Linked DNA regions of Mus musculus: region 1 is linked to region 2. A link is a contact called in public targeted proximity ligation data. All regions are on one chromosome and are shown on one strand. The core of a region is the stretch at or near the end of the contact, and the rest is flanking DNA. Distances in the headings are between cores, read along the strand shown. Region 1 has its middle 22 kb from the start of Mir3970. Region 2 overlaps Minpp1 (multiple inositol polyphosphate histidine phosphatase 1).

Region 1 (3,528 bases), core at 820-3,319, 670 kb before region 2:
ACTGTGTGCCAAAACTCCAAACTCCTCACTTTACATGGCTTTAACCTTCATAGTAATCCTGGGCTTTTCCACAAAGACGAAGAAAAGATAGATCACTGGGGGGAAAAAGGTGTGCAAATTCAGTTTGCAGGTGAAAACATTCACACGTAACCAGCTGAATTAAAACTAAACAGAAATGTCCCAGGCACCTGAGCAGGAGGACCAAAACTGGGAAGAATGTGAAGACACAGAGAGCTCCAGTGTGCTAATAGAGGAAGTCAGTCGGTTATATCTAAAATGGCTTCAATGGTGTTTACTCTTTTTTTTTTTTTAAATATTTATTTACTTATTATATGTAAATACACTGTAGCTGTCTTCAGACACTCCAGAAGAGGGAGTCAGATCTCATTACAGATGGTTGTGAGCCACCATGTGGTTGCTGGGATTTGAACTCTGGACCTTTGGAAGAGCAGTCGGGTGCTCTTACCCACTGAGCCATCTCACCAGCCCAATGGTGTTTACTCTTAACTTTCTTTCATCTTTATTTATGTGTGTGGATGCTTTGCCTGTATATATGTCTGTTCACCATGTGCCTGGTGCCCTTAGAGGCCAAGAAGAGGGCATTGGATCTCCTAGAACTTGATTTCCATGTTTGTTTGGGTGGTTAGTTACCATGTGAATGGTTGGAATAGAACCTTCATCCTCTGGAAAAGCAGCCAACCTTCTAACCCACAAGCCATCTCTCCAGCTCCAATGTGCTTACTCTTTGATTTAGAAATTCTACTTCTAGGAAATCTGCCCTACAGGGAGATAAACAAAAGTGTGACAAAGAGATAAGATTTAAACTGTGTGGGCTCCTGTGACAAACAGTCTTAGACTTGCATATAACTTATTGTTAATAAATTCCCTCCAGTTCTGGAGGCTGAGAAGTACGAGATCCAGACACAAGACACTTGTATTTGTGGCAAGGACTCCCAGGCTCTGCTCTGTGGCCTCATCACCTCCCGAAAAGTCACACCCCTCAGCACTGTCACCGTGGCAACTAGATTTCCACCCATGAATTTAAAGACAGACATTCAGTCTCTGGAAGAATAAACATGTACGTTGCAAAATTGTTTGTAACAGTGGCAAGCTGTGAAAAATATGTCCAGCTGTAAAAGATTAAATAATTAACTCTGGCAAATCCCCAATATTATTAAACATGATAGATGCCAATGAGCTGATAGAGCGCTCTGGATATTTTTTAAATATACAAATCCAGTCCAAAAAAAAAACCACTGGCTATAATTGGCTTACATTTCCACTTTAATATTATGAATAAGTATTTAGGCTCATATATAAGATATTTCTGAAAGTGACCTGAGGAACCTTTGAATGCAGCTATCATTGGATAATGGAGGTGCTGGGTCTGGAGACAGAAAGTTACTCTTTCTTCCTTTGACTGTGTTTATAGTGTTACCACTTAGACAAAGGCAGTTTAAAAACAAAGATGACCCAATCCTACCTTCCCTTCCTCACAATGTGGGACCGTGAAAGGCATCTTGCTCCCGGGTTGAGCTAAGGCTTAAAACCCCAGAGACCTTGAAGGGATGGTAGGTGTTTTGCCTGTTCCTGGAGAACCAGACACCCTATAGATTTATGGCCATCAATCATCTAAGGACAACGCCCCAATCCCCTCCACAAGTAGAGGTCCTGAAGAGCGGCCAAGCTCAAGACAGATCTCCATTTCAATGAGCTACCTAAAGGCCTGGAGGGCTTAGCCAATAAGCTTTCCTTTCCCAGACATTCCTCCCTGGAAAAGGCTTTAACCTCAGACCCTCCCTGAGAAGTGGAGTATGGTTTACTCATCCACTTTCCACCATGGCAATTGATGCCTTAAAAAGCCTCTTTTCATTGGAATTCGCAGTGGGGAGCCATGGAGAAGTCCTTTGCCTATAGAGCTACTGCCTAATCTCTCTGTGCTCCCAGCCTCGGGTGCCACCAAGCTCAAACTTGCCACTGCAGTCAAGCCAAGGATCTCGCCCCTTTTTCCACCGGGCACCAGGCTAGATCCAGCCTGAGGCCCCCCACTCTGATTCTCAGCTCTTTCACAGCTCCCAGTGGCGCCTGGGTGTCCGAGAGCCTAAGAACCAGACTGACCAGCCTGGTCACAGGCCTGGGGATCCCCAAAACCAGCTCCAGCGCTTTCCCACTCCCAGAGCAGTGTCCCAGGGCTTCCCTACAGCCTGAAACCCGCCCAACAACAGCATGGGGTAATCGTGGTCAACTTCCTGAATCCTGCCTCCCTGAGCAGCCAAGCCCTGTGGCATACTAGAGACTTTTTGATTTTGCTTAAAAATGGCATTTGAAACGCATGCCAACCTAAACAATTTTGCTAGTGTTTTCTCTAGTAAACATTAGTACATCATTTTGAATACCTATTTGGGGAAAAAGGAAGCACCATGGTCATGTGAGAGTCATTCAGCCAGTGAGCAAGGAGACAGTATTTCTGATGCCATTTCAGCTAATGTCCCTCAGCTCTGCGTAGTGGAAGGAAGGACCCAAGGTGTCCATACTAAATGAAACATATACTATTTCTTAAGATAGAAAGTTATAGTCCAGGATTTTCTGCAAACCTTAGATGGTGTGGCATAGTTTCCTAATAAATGTTAGATACAGTCCTCTGCAGTGAGGGGAGGAAAATGACAGTGAACTTCATCTATATTTCCTGTAATTTAAGACTGCCATTTCAAGCCTTATCATTTCCCCTTTTCTGATAGGCATTTTATCTTTAAACGAGAGGTAAGGATTTGTCGGGTAATCTTCATGTCTGATTGCCTGCCAGGAAGAACACAATTTCCCTATTCATTTATTCATTCTTAAGAATCTTTTCTGGGCTCTTACCTTTCTCCTAGTACTTCTTTAGAAGTTGTTTGTCTCCCAGATGAAGCTCTCTGTTCCACTCTCTTACTGTTTACACTGGACATTTAAACTGGGTACTGTTATCAATTAATGTGGATAGATTCTACCTCCAGAAAAGCAACACGGAAGGAAAAAAAATCAATATTTTCTCCCAACGATAGTGCAAGAACATGAAATAAGTAAATGGGAAACCTTTAAAGCCATCTTTTCTCTACACCTAGTCCTTGGGAGAAGCACTTATTCCCTGAACTTTGCACTTCTGTTCAAACCATAAGCCTATGTCGGATTGATAGAAATACTTGCCATAGAAATCCCTGCAGGAGACAGAGTTGGACACACTGAACTTGTCTGGGATGTGATTGGCAGAGAGCAAGCCAAATTTTAGTATTTGGTTGATACTTTCTAAAGCAAATAAACTCTGAAATTGTTCCCTCTGTTCCTGATTTTGGACCAACAGGCACAGAACACCAGCATGTTGCCAAGATATGGGGTGCTAAGACAGAATGCTATATCCACATTTGGCCTGCTAGAAAAGTGAGGAAGGAGAGAAGGGAGGCTCGGGAGCCTGTGTCAGCCTTCAGGGGTCTCTGTTCCTGCCCTACTCTTCTCCCTCTTCCTCTGTCATACCCTCATCAAGGAGGAAGCAGA
Region 2 (3,165 bases), core at 333-2,832:
CGGGAAGAACATTAAATTAAGGTCAGGGAGAGTTCTCTATGCAGTCTGGTTGGCTCTAACTCCTTCCAAGTTAGCTGCTTGGGTACTTGGGCTAAGTCTGAGACCATGACAGACTGTGTTACATGGTCCTTCCATTAGTAACAGCTCAGAGCATTAACTGCTTAAGTCTCAAACATATGCTTTTCTTCATTATGTTGTTTCCCATAGCCTGAATTCAACTTAGTTATCACTGGGCATTTAAGTTTTACTTAAAGTTTAATTAGAGAAATAACCAGATGACAAAGCAACCTCAACTCGTCAAGGCTTTCCTAAAGAACAGCTTTCTCTCTCGCTCTGGCTGTCCTAGAACTCACTCTGTAGACCAGGCTGGCCTTGAACTCTGAAATCCGCCTGCCTCTGCCTCCCAAGTATTGGGGTTAAAGGCGTGCGCCACCACTGCCCAGCAAGAACAGCTTTATTCCAGAGGCTCTGAGTGTAAGAAAAGCATCTGAATTGGTTCTGAGATATGACTCAAATCACCTTAGACAATAATTAAAAATTATTTTAAAATCAGTAAGTTCAAAGTCAAGGGTCCACTTATAACTAAGAATGCCAGAACGCTCTTCTTCACTTATAAACAAGACACAGCAGCAGTATGGAACTGATTTCTACTTCGTTGTTCAAATCTATTGGTAAACTATCAGATATACCTTTGTTCAACGACATCTATGGAAACATGTATGTCAAAAGGGGAACATCCCCTTCGAAGGGTTAATATAGTCCTTAAACATCTGTTCACATTTACATTTGCCTGCCCTTTCATGAGACTTACTCAAATTTCTGTTTGGGGGCATTTTAAAAAATATCACTTTCTCTTCTAAATTACACTGGAACAACAAAAGTGTGTGTGAGTGTGTGTTGGGGGATGGGGTAAGGATCTTCAATTATGGGCAGTTGTTCCGTGAGTTGTGGGGTTTCTCGTGTATACACTGTGTGCTGGCCATTATCACCCCCTAGTCTTCTCTCACTCCCTCTAAACCTTTCTTCTTCCCAACAATTTCTCTTCTTGCTTTCATCTTTTTGTTTGCATTGTTTTTTGTGACCCTCTGAGTTTTACTATTTTGAATTTTTTTGATCAGCTTATATTATAATCACCATTCCAAATACTTCAAACCAAATATACAAGAGTATATGATCGAATCTTTATCAGCAGTCATTAAAAGTATGCTCACAGTTTTGATAAAGGCTCTGACTTTTTGAAGGGGGATATTTATTCTGGCTCATGTTCAGAGGGCTTAGTCACATTCACCCTCCTGACAAGGTAAATGGACAGAGCACTGTGTAGCAGGAGGAACCTGGCTGGGTAGAGCTGTTCACTTCACGGCCCATCAGGAAGAGAGAGAAAAGAGAAATCAGTTAACTCCTATAAGGAAGCAATCAGAGTTCATTTTCAGGAACACGCTGCCACTGCTCCAAGCACTAAAACTGAATAGGTCCATCAAGTTGTAAGCCAACTCCTGGTTCACGTTCATGCAGGCCCAACCAAGCACCTCACGAAAGCGCCACCTGCCCAGCTTCTGCCTGGACTGTATCCCAAGGCGCAGAGAGTGCGCCTGGAGGTCACGGTCAACCTTTGCTGAGTCAGCACTCCAGAGCCAAGTTAGGATGAAGTGCGAATGAAGTGATGCAACTGGGAATCAGTGTGCCTGTGTCCTCAATCTCTCCCTCCCCTCTCCCTCCTTCTCCCCGCCCCCACCACACCCTCTCACACACATCCACACAAATAACATCAGAAGGGCTTGTTAGAAAGAAGGGGGGTTCAGTGGGAAGGGGACAGAACCAGAAAGGGTGATAGATAATTATGCTGAAGCGAGATCATGCGCATGTGTGAAATGTACTAAGCTTGCCTGTGTGAGCATAGGCACAGGCAGCATCCAATGGCCACACCACTGAAGAATGACCCCACCCCTTCCTCGCCCCAGCACGCACTAGCTGACTACAGCCCCTCAGCTGCAGTGGAGTCTCATGCTCTACCTTATGTCTGACTTGGGATCTCTCCTGAATCAGCAGCTGAGCAGCTGGGCTATGCAGCTGGCCAGTGAGCCCTAGGGCTCTCTTTCTGCCTTTCTCTGAGTCCCGGTGTAGGGCTTACAGAAGTGTGCTGTCACATCCTGGTTTTGCATGGGTGCTGGGGATTCAAATTCAGATCTTCATGGCTCACACAGTGAACACTTTACGCACTGAGCCACCTCCTTAGTTCCTAAATCAGACCTGAGAGAGAATAAGTCCAGTGTATCAAATGAATTACCTAACGTTACCCAGGAAGAAGGTGGCTTTGTAAATTGCATCCTTTATTATATAAATAAACGAGAAGATTTTATTGTCTTCAATTCAAACCAAATTTAATCTGAAGACTAAAATTACACCAAGAAATGAAACTATGTAAATGTTCAAAGTAGGTAAATGCCTTAAGCAATTCAAAATGCTCAGTAAGAAGACCCAATAATTGCATGTTTTCCCTTAAGCATACACAGCTACATCTTTCTAAGCTCTTAATTTATGTTTCACACGCAACTGGCGTTACACAAACTATGCTTTCAAACATGATCTAGGACTATCAGATGGCACTTCGGACAAATTTCACAATGTGCACACTTACGTAAGAGCACATACAAATGGTTGGAACTGCCAGAGCAATGAGACGCTTTGAGAAGAAAATTACAAAAAGTAAATTTTGTTTACAAGTCTTCAATATTTGACTGCAGTAGATCTCTGGAGAAGTACACATTTGGCAATGTAAGCCTGGAATGAAAATGACACAAATGTCCTTTTTATGTAAAAATATGTAGAAATTAAGCTCACAAGATAGAAGAACAGGGATAAAGCTCTATTGTCCTCCCTACTAGCATTAGGAAGCTAGAATTATATGAAACAGTAGTTTTCAGTCAGACAACAGAGTAAGAGAGAAGGCAAACGGGTTGAACCCAGCAGCTGTCCAGGCTGACTGTTTAGCGTCTGCAGGCTGTGGTGGAGGGTGGAGGGTGGAGGGCAGAGGCCATGGCAGCCCTGAGGTGAGTGAGGTCCAGGGAGGGAACACTGGCAGGAACTCATGGAACAGATATACTTCGGGACAGGGAGCTCTGGAGTCCAGAGGGGCCGCTCTCAACGTCAGCCATTATGTTACAC

Evidence for each region.
Region 1: a targeted proximity ligation map of embryonic stem cells shows a contact between it and region 2, with 6 times the contacts expected there. A contact is called at or near these places in 1 of 130 datasets of targeted methods (embryonic stem cells) and 1 of 9 other capture datasets (embryonic stem cells).

The regions. Positions count from the first base shown.
Region 1 is chr19:33,177,277-33,180,804 of GRCm38.p6, reverse strand. It overlaps the pseudogene Rnls. Among named protein-coding and RNA genes, the nearest start is that of Mir3970, 22 kb to the right of the region's middle.
Region 2 is chr19:32,506,173-32,509,337 of GRCm38.p6, reverse strand. All of the region lies in intron 4 of Minpp1 (multiple inositol polyphosphate histidine phosphatase 1), which reads right to left. Among named protein-coding and RNA genes, the nearest start is that of Minpp1, 22 kb to the right of the region's middle.